2 separate regions of the Anas platyrhynchos genome follow, and region 1 is linked to region 2. A link is a contact called in public Hi-C data. All regions are on one chromosome and are shown on one strand. The core of a region is the stretch at or near the end of the contact, and the rest is flanking DNA. Distances in the headings are between cores, read along the strand shown.

Region 1 (4,537 bases), core at 1,426-3,925, 140 kb before region 2:
CCTACAAATGTAGGAAAATAAGCTGCCATAGTGTAACATAACTGCACTTGCAGAAGAGACTTGCAGTAGGTAAGGATTTCTTTCTTTAGCACGGGGGATGGCTAATGACAACCCCAAAAGGAGAAGTAAAAAGCTCAGAATGGTACACAAGTCAGACTTTAGGAGCAATAAAGGATAGAGACAGGTGGAGACGTTAAGGTTGCTCCCTTTTTCACTCCTCCCTTCACTTTCCCACAATTGTTCTTTTCAACGTAATGCAGTAATCTACTGCCACCACAGTACAGTGAAGATAGGTTAGCCCATCAGAGATAAAAATAACCCCACACTTCAGTCAGCATTGAAATGCATTTTTGCTCTTTGAAAGTGACCACAACAGTAAAACGACTACCCAGCCATCACAGCATGAGTTCATAGCTACAGCAGCAGCCTCACCATAACACACACAGCATATCACCGTATGTAATGACTAGTGTACTTCTCAGCCATGAAATTAGAAGCGTAGAAGTGACTTAGGATAGAAGATGTAACGCTGCACTACCTTACTCTAGGTATTTAACTGGATGAAGTCTCATCCACATCGGTTTCTGTGTAGCTCACAGGGCCAATTACCTTCAACGCAAGCTGAGCTAACATTCTTTAAGTCAGAGCACCATCACACCTCCCTTACAAAGAGAGATGACTTTTCTCTTTTGTGATAGTCATACAAGGAAGAACCAAAGGGATCACCACATCTGAATGAATGCCATAGGTATCTTCAGTGAGTATTGCCTTGCACAAATCAAAGTGTTGGTAAGTAATGCACAGCTCTGCTCAACGCAAAAAATCCACCACCAGCTTCACAGAGGCACCTGTGCCACTGAAGCTGGGGCTGCTGAAGGTTTTCACAGCATCTGGGGGATGTGTTATGTTCCTGCTCTTGGCCTTTTCTAGCTCTCTGCTTTTAGCCACTGTCAAAGACAATGTGTTAAGCAAACCTTGACTGAACTGACCCAGTACATTCATTCTTAAGCAGAATGCATTCTTAAGCACATACATACCGCTTTTCCCTCGATTTCTTGAACCTTTGGAGATTGTCTGTATTCTTGCATTACAAGTAACTTCAGTGTTTACAACATCTCTAGTTCTCTGCAAAACAGTAATGGATGTTAGCAAGAAAAAGCCAGGCCTAACTTGTGTCAATTGCTCCACCATACAATAAAATGGAGGAATTGGTTCAATTCTCCTAAACTAAAAACAAATAGACATTTTTAATTCAGAAATACCAAAAATAGAGAATGACTATTCTGGATATAGAGGTGATGTGCATCAGAGTTTGCCTACACCAGCACTGAACTGAAGTGCAGCAATATCCAAGCAATACTTTAAAGGCATCCAGACATCGTACCAGCACTATGGCTACAGCAGCACCATGTCCAACACTGGCTTGTTTTAAACTTTATGCCTTGAAGGAACAGAATTGTTTGCAACAGTGTTAACTCAAGCATTAAAAAGGAAGAATCATGATAATGCCTTCAACTTCTAATGTCAAGGAGAAAAACAAACAAACATTTTCTTACATAAAACAATCAAATAAAGAAACAAAACAACCAAAATAAACCTATTTGAAGGTCAATAGCTTCAGTTTTTACCTCAGTAACATTGTGGCAAGTTCTGCAATAAAACCTGCCTCCGTCAGTAAGGCCCCAGTTTACATCTGAACACTGCGCGCAGCGTTCATTGAAATCTCTCTAAAAAGAAAAAAAAATAGTTTCACATGCATCCAAATACAACAAGTAACGCTATTACTAGGCTACTGCAGAGCTTTAGAAATTATTTATGGACAAGTAAACACGTGTCCTTTATCTTAGCTTGTGGAGATAACAAGTAATATTTGCTGTTAGCTGTAGGTAACTGAACAAGAAGGTGGCAAGATACTTTGTGAATTTTAGTATAAGGGGGATAATAGTTCACACCACACTGGGTATGGCATGAAAAACGAGCAAAAAACACCTACATGAAATGAAAAGGGAGTTAAATAAGACAAAAAGCAGATGCTGAGAGGTGAAAGTAAAACTAAGCTTGCAGCAACGTAAAGAACCATGTGGAGGAAAGAGTGCACGACTGGGCGGAGAGTTGTGCTCAGGGGGAAGGGTTACTCAGAGAAACTGGGGGAAGAAGGGAAAATGGGGGGAGAAGGAGGACAGAGGGAAACCCTTAGAAAAATGGAGAAAACGGCGGGGCTGCGGCAGCCCCACATGCGCGGGCTGGGGCCGAGGAGCTCCCCGAGAGGGGTCTGCTGGGGCTGAGGGGACCCCAGTGGGGCTGAGGGGAGCCTAAAGGGGCTGAGGGGACCCTAAAGGGGCTGAGGGGACCCTAAAGGGGCCGAGGGGACCCCAATAGGACTGAGGGGACCCCGCCCGGCCCTCGCCCGCCGCCCCCATCCCCGCGGCGCCTCCGCCCTCCCCCGCCGCCCGCAGCCCCCGAGGGCCCGGCGGGGAAGCGCCGCCATCCCCGGGCGCAGCAGCCGCCCCCGCGGCTCCCGGAGCCGCACCGCCTCCTCCTCGTCCATGCCGGCAGCCGCCGCGGAGCCGCCCCGGGGCTCCCACCATGGCAACCGCACTGAGCCGCCCCGCCGCGGCCCGGCTCGGAAACGCCAGCCCCGGTGCTTGCGTTCCGGCCCCGCTGCTCGGCCGGGAGCCTCCTGTGGGGCTGTTTCGGGGTTGTGGTCCCCGACATGGCTCCGTGGTGTTGGTCATGGCTGGTGGCGGCTGTCTGCAGCCCTCCCGCTTGCCCCAGTGCCCGGGGTCCCGTCCCGCCGCCATCCCGCAGCGGGATGGGGTGAGGGCTACGAGGGCGTGATGGAAAGGCTCGCCAAGGGGCACACAGGGTCCCCGGGGGGAGAGAAGGACACTGAGGGGACATGGGGGGGGTCCCCGCTGAGGGGACGTGGATGTGCCATCGCTGTGGGGACACGGGGTGCTTCGCTGAGGTGATGTGCATGGAGGCTTCACCCCTGAAGGGACATGGGGGCTTCACCTCTGAGGGGACACAGGGTGCTTCACTTAAGGGACATGGAGGCTTCACCTGTGAGGAGACGTGGCACACTTTGCTGAGGTGGCATGTATAGATGCTTCACCTCTGAAGCGACAAGGAGGCTTCACCTCTGAGGGGACACAGGGTGCTTCACTGGGGTGATATGTACGGTTGCTTCACCTCAGAGGAGGCATAGAGGCTTCACCTCCAAGGGGACATAATGTGCTTCGCTGAGGTGACGTGGGGACTTCACCTCCAAGAGGACACAGTACACTCACTGAGGTGATATGCATGGATGCTTCACCTCAGAGGGGACAGGGGCTTCACCTCAGAGGGGACATGGGGTGTTTCACTTAGGGGACATGGAGGCTTCAGTTCTGAGGGGACACAGAGTACTTCACTGAGGTGATATGTATGGGTACTTCACCTCAGAAGGGGCGTGGAGGCTTCACCTCCAAGGGGACATAGGGTGCTTCATAGGGTGCTTCACTGAGGTGGCATGGGGACTTCACCTTCAAGGGGACATGGGGTGTTTCACTGAGGTGACATGTATGAATGCTTCACCTCTGAGGGGACATGGGGGCTTCACTGAAGAAATATGGAGTCTTCACCTTCGAGGGAACATGGTGCACTTCCAATGGAGACACAAGCTCCTCTACCCCCAGGCCACCACAGTGCCTCTTCGCTGAGTGTCCTCAAATCCTCCTGCTCGTGTACATGCACCGTGTCCCCCGGAGGCCCTGCCGAAGCTGTTGAAGGAGACTATTACTGCCTTTACAAAAGGAGACCAGAAGAACTCATTTAACTATGTAAAGCGCTTGGGGATCCTTGAATGAGGGAAAAGATGATCTGAAATTCACCTTCATTGAAAAAAAAAAAAAAAAAAAGAACCACCACCAAACCCCCAGATCTTGATGTAGGTCTCTAATTTCTGGTACGCTAATAATAATGTTTACAGATGTCTAAACACACTGAGATCTGTTATTGCAATGAATTTGCCCACAAAATTGGAGAACAGGTTTATGCCCCTTTAAAAAAAAAAAAAATCCTTTAAGTGAAAGCATGGGAAAAAATTAAAGCTAAAATATACATAGAAAGAGGTGAGGCTCCCTTGACAGCTGTGGTTACATTGATGTTGGAGGAGATGTACAGAGCTAGAGGGGAACTGTTTATGTTCAAGACAAAAAGTTATTACTCATACCAACTGTGATCTTTTTTTCAGTGTGGGATGAACATTTGTAACACCCATTAAAAGGAATTATGCATATAATTCCTGACATGGTAAAGAGGTGATTGTCAGCCTCACAGAAACGGAGCTAATATTCTGATGAAACAGATCCTACTTGTGATTTTAATTTCCATGTTTTTTTGTTTGTGAAAATGCAGTTCTGGGAAAGCCAGGCCATTTCATGCGTTGGATCTTCTTGTAATGAATTTCTAAGATGAAAAGCTATCTTGAAAATCTTCAGAGCAGCTGTATTGCGATACAACAGGCATTGCTCCTGCTAAGGGCTGTGCTAGTGTC
Region 2 (5,193 bases), core at 1,870-4,369:
ATCAAACTACCCTACCAATAGAAAATAAGTGATTCTTATTAACATGGGATAAACAATAATGCCAAATCAATTACACTTTTCTCAATGACTACTTATATTTTATTATTATAGTGTTTGAATATCTTAATGTAATCCACACAACTGCTTTGTGCTAGACTTCATCAAAATACAGATCGCAGACAATCCATAACCCTAAAAATATTTACAATCAAACAACTTGTAATGTTAGGGTGTCCTTGTGAGATAAATAAATGGAAGAAAGAAACATATTGAGTAGGAAAACAAACTGATAACAGAAAAAGAAAGCTTTTACCTGGTTTTCTGTATCTTGCCTAGACAAGCTACAAATTAGTAAAAGATAAGAAATTCTACCCATCAATAAAAAAAATGGATCTGTACTGTGCTCCATAAATGATCTGAAAATAGGCATAAACAGTTTGCAGATAAAACTATTCCAAACAGTCCTATCTAAAGTTGACTCTGAAAAGTTGCAGAAAGATCCTGTAATATTAAATGGCATCTGATAAAACAGCAAATGAAAATGCCGAGCTATAACCTTCACCAAATACTAACAATGACGAACACTAGTTTCGTTGTCACTACTTAGGAAAGGAGATTTTGCAATCAGGCTGGAATTTCAGCTTGCTGAAATCTCAACTCTGTACTGAGTGGAGGTCAAAAATTAGGAAAGTCACTAAAATTAAGATACAAGCAGAGGAAAAGGATAAATACTATGGATGTAGTATATATTTAAAAATACAGAAGGAAGCAACAAGAATAAGCACAAATATGAAAAAATATTTCACACAAGACTAAACAAAATACAACCTTTAATTTGAACTAAAAACAAACAAAAAAAGCTTGGTGGGTAACGTATTGAAGGAAATACTTATGAAAGGTATAAAACTCAACAATAAATCCTTTCAAAGAGGATTTGAGGGAATTTCAATAATCTTAGTGTAAAAAGCCAGAAACTTTTTAGAAATTCTGAAACCCAGTGAGTTGGGTATAAAAGCAGCACTCAGAGATGATAAGGCCATAGTGGAAATCCTAAGAGAACTTCCTGTGTTTGTGCTCTACTGCTGAACACTTCATCATGGGTCTTCTCAAAAAATCCACTTCAAACTGAAATGTTGACTTTAAAAAGGTTTTTGAATTAAGAGTAGACAAAATGAACAATAACAGACTTGCAAGACTAGACAGTGTTCATCCAAGAAACTCAAGGATGCAATAACTGAAATTCTAACTGTGATGTAACTTCTTGCCTAAAACTTTCTTGGCATCTAAGGAGTGGATTGTATCAAATGTTACATCATACAAAAACTGATACCTGCACTACAGGTATTAGTAGCAACTAGAATTAATGCATACATGAGCAGGTAGGGGAAAAACCCATAGGGTTTTTCTAGGGAAAAGTCAATACGGGTTTTGTCAACATTGCTTTTGTAAAGAGAAATCTTGTGTTCAAGCTTGGTATGGAATTTTCTGAAAATGTCAACAAGTGCTTGGATAAGGGAGATGGGAGAGATACAGTTTGCTTAGGTTTCTGAAAGAGTTTCAACACTTTTTTTTTTTTTTTTTTTTTAACCTAAGGCTCTTAAGGAGACTTAGCATGCATGGAATAAGAGAAAATCCTTGCATGGAGCAAAATGTGGTTACAAGATAGGAAACAGACTAAGTAAAGTAATTTTTCACAGTGAAAGTAAGTCACCAATAATCCTTCATATCTGTGTCCTTATATGTAAATAATTTGAATATGGAGGTGAAGAATGAAAAGACAAATCCTCCTCATACCACATTGTTCATGGAAGAAAAGAAGAGGTGTGGCTGAGAAGAATTACAAAAAGACCTTAAATACTCAGGGCTCAATTACCCACACTCACGCCCTTGCACATGGGAGACATCTTAATGGTTCTTGCAGGGGATCTGATGGAGTCCCACGCCCTTCTGAAGCCTCAGTGAGATACCCTGGGTCACCTGAAGTAGAGCTAGACACCTAGATCTGGGCAACTGAACTGGGCCTTCAGTGACTGGCAATAAAGTGATTTTCAGTGACGCAAGTGGGGAAAAATGTTCAAAATTATGAGTAATTATGACTGAGCGGACCCCTGCACTTCAGGAGTGTAATCTTGGAAATTTAATAGGTATATTTAGGACGACGGCAGCTCAGTGCCTAGCAGTATTCAACAATGTCTTAAACGTTAGAAATATTTAGGAAATACTTTGAGAACACACAGAATAGTTATGCCACTTTCTAAATCCAATGTATGTTTGTAACGTGAACACTGTATGCATTTTCAACGCTACCATCTCAAACAGCACATGCTAGAACTGGAAAAGTTCATAGAATAGTAGCCGAAAAGTGACACAAGGTGTCAGGTTGAAAGCAAAGAAAGTGATTCTTCCTGCATTGACTACACTGCGGAGCGCCCTACTGCAGGATGTTGCATGTACTGCAAGTTCACAGGGAGCAGAGAGTCATCTGGATGAATTTCTGGAGGATGTATACATTGCGAGCTGCCAAGCAAGATGCTACCCCTGATTTTGGGAATCAACAGATGTAAATTGTTGGAAACTCCAAGCATATTCCCAGGAGGCTTCACCAGCTGTTTATTATCTTCCGATCACTAGAGACAAAAACAAACAAAAACATGAGACAAACACTCGTTTTAAGCAGTATGGTTGTCCTTGTGAAAAAATGAGTAATTATATGCCATGGTTATGTAAGTGTTTCAGGTTAATTAACGTACAGTGTGGCAAGAAGCAGGGTAGGTGATATTTTTCTTCATTTCTGCCAAGTGCATCAGCTAAAAATAGAAGGCCAGGGCAGCATTAACTGGTGCACCACAGCATAGCCATAACCCACACACCGCCTTCGTGCACCTTTATTAGCACAGCTGCTGTTTGCAAATATACAACCCACAGACCCATGCTAGTAGTGAGCACTGCAAACAACCCTCGGGAGCACACAAAACTAGAAAAGCCCTTCAGGTTCACCAAAAAGCACTAATACTATCTCCGAGGAGCCCTAAGGCAGGAGGGATGAGGTATTTGTGAGGGAGCGAGCGCGCTCCCGCCCCCCGGCCCCTCTCCCCGCCCTGCTCCCTAAGATGGCGGCGCCGCCCGCCCCACAATGCTCCGCGCGGGCTTCCGGCTGCGAGCCCAGGATGGCGGCGGGACCCGGCGCGGCCTGAAGGGGCCGTGAGGGGCTGGGTGCGAGGGGAGCCCGGCGGGGAGCCATGGGGCTCCGGCTGCGCCTGGGGCTGCTCCCTGCCCTGCTGCTGCTGCTGCTGGCGGCAACGGGCGAGCTGCAGGCGCTGGGGCGCCCTCCGCAGAGGCAGCGCTACGGTAAGGGGCGGGCGGGACCTCGGGGTCGGGGTCGGGGTCGGGGTTGGGGTTGGGGTCGGGGTCGGGGGGGGTGCGGGACCCGTCGGGCACACAGCGTGAGGGGCTGTGCCCAGCAGGGGCGTTGAGCACGGAGAGGGGCTCCAGATCGCTTGCTCCGACCGCCGGTGTCACCGCTGCGCCGTGTCCCCAAGCACTGGGTCTCCCTGAGCCTCCCCCTGAGCACCCCCAGGGACGGGGACGCCACCGCCTCCCCGTGTCACCCATCCCAGCGCCTGGCCACAGAAACATCTCCTCGTTTCCAACCTGAACCTCCCCTGGCGCAACTTGAGGCCATTCCCTCTAGTCCTATCACTGGTTACCTGTGAGCAGAGGCCGACCCCCAGCTCCCCACCCCTTCCTTTCAGGTAGCTGCAGAGAGCAACAAGATCTGCCCTGAGCCTCCTCTTCTCCAGCCCAAACACCCCCAGCTCCCTCAGCTGCTCCTCACAGGACTTGTGCTCCAGGCCCTTCACCAGCTTCGTAGCCCTTCTCTGGACACACTCCAGGGCCTTGACATCCTTCTTGTATCATCCCAAAACTGACCACAGCACTTAGTGCAGCCCCACCAGAGCAGAGCTCAGGGGGACGATCACCTCCCTGCTCCTGCTGGCTGCACTGTTCCATAGCTGAAGGTGTCACTGATGCGTGGTGCTTGGGGCCTGTCGGCCTCTTTGGGGAGGTGATGACCGTGTTATCTTCATGCTGGTGGTCTGCTGAAGAGCTTTCCTTGCAGGAGTCTGCGTTATGCTAGAGCAGGATGATCAGGTAAAAGGCTGCTCTTCGTAGCTCTGGTTGAAGAGTCACCATTGCAGAGAGAGCCTGAAGCTGTTGGGGCTGGATGTGACTTCCAGAAAGCTGAACATAGCCTTCCTATTTTACTTCTGTAACCTTACTTTTGCACCTGAGCATTTATTTTAAGCTGCAAACTTCTGTCTGGTGAGCAAAAGGCTCTCTGAACTGGCAGACGTGTCTGTGAGAGGCAGCGGTTGCTTGTTACCCCGTCAGATGTGATGTCTCCAGGTGGTGCTGCCCACGGTGACTGCTTCAAGTCCCCTCTCTTTGTTTCTCTCTCTTTGACAGATATCATGTCAGTCATGCAGGCTGTACCTTGGTCCCACTCTCCCCCACCTCAGGCTGACTTTTTGTTCTGTGCAGGCCACAGCAATTAGTCACTGCAGGAAGCAGGTAGGGGTAGGAAGCAGTGGATGTTCCAGGAAGTGCGACAAACACAACAAATGCAGCTTATCCCTCCAACTGCAGGCAGGCCTAGGGATTTCTTCAAGCAGAGTTTGCATTTTGGACCATGAGATTTCGTGCCTTCTAAGGGACCCACTTGAGCTTTATCTGATGCCTTTTGTATTTTTGGCCTCTGTACCACCACGCCTGGACTAAGAGTTTGTCAGTTTTATTAAGTAATGCATGGAGGAAAATATCCTTTCTTCCGTTTGTTTCCGAACATTGTCTGTTTCTGTGGTTTCTGTTGCCAACAGTGGTGAATGTGGAGCACAATTATTCATTTCCTTCACGCTCTTCTTTCAAGTGGGAAAATCTCGGTCTGTGTAATAATTCTTAGTATGAGGAAAAAGTTCATGACTTAATTGGTCTTTGTTACCTTTGTGTGCGCACCTTCTGTTTGTGCTGGGTTTTTAGTTATTTGAGATACATGACTCGGACTGCAGGTAGTATTCGTGATACAAAGCTACCGTGGATTTACAGTGATGAAGTGTAGTGATGAATGCTTTTGGTTTTGTTTTCTTTCTGAGTAATTTTCTGGCCTCTCTGCTTGCTGTTGAATCATCACTCCAA

The links. Hi-C and Micro-C count contacts between places; a contact is called where the count stands out from the background.
Region 1: a Hi-C map of F1 follicle shows a contact between it and region 2, with 3 times the contacts expected there. The contact joins the promoter of TAF1B here to the promoter of ADAM17 in region 2. A contact is called at or near these places in 2 of 8 Hi-C or Micro-C datasets (F1 follicle and subcutaneous adipose tissue).

What each region holds. Positions count from the first base shown.
Region 1 is chr3:105,094,742-105,099,278 of IASCAAS_PekinDuck_T2T, reverse strand. It overlaps TAF1B (TATA-box binding protein associated factor, RNA polymerase I subunit B), which reads right to left and starts at 2,675. Exons shown (of 15, transcript XM_027455216.3): 1 at 2,531-2,675; 2 at 1,629-1,727; 3 at 1,038-1,125. The coding sequence starts at 2,548. LOC106015296 (a long non-coding RNA gene) reads left to right here and starts at 2,825. Exons shown (of 6, transcript XR_011808560.1): 1 at 2,825-4,537.
Region 2 is chr3:104,956,168-104,961,360 of IASCAAS_PekinDuck_T2T, reverse strand. It overlaps ADAM17 (ADAM metallopeptidase domain 17), which reads left to right and starts at 3,119. Exons shown (of 19, transcript XM_038177651.2): 1 at 3,119-3,348. The coding sequence starts at 3,240. LOC106015289 (a long non-coding RNA gene) reads right to left here and starts at 3,195. Exons shown (of 4, transcript XR_002399529.4): 1 at 2,884-3,195; 2 at 2,751-2,807; 3 at 1-2,627.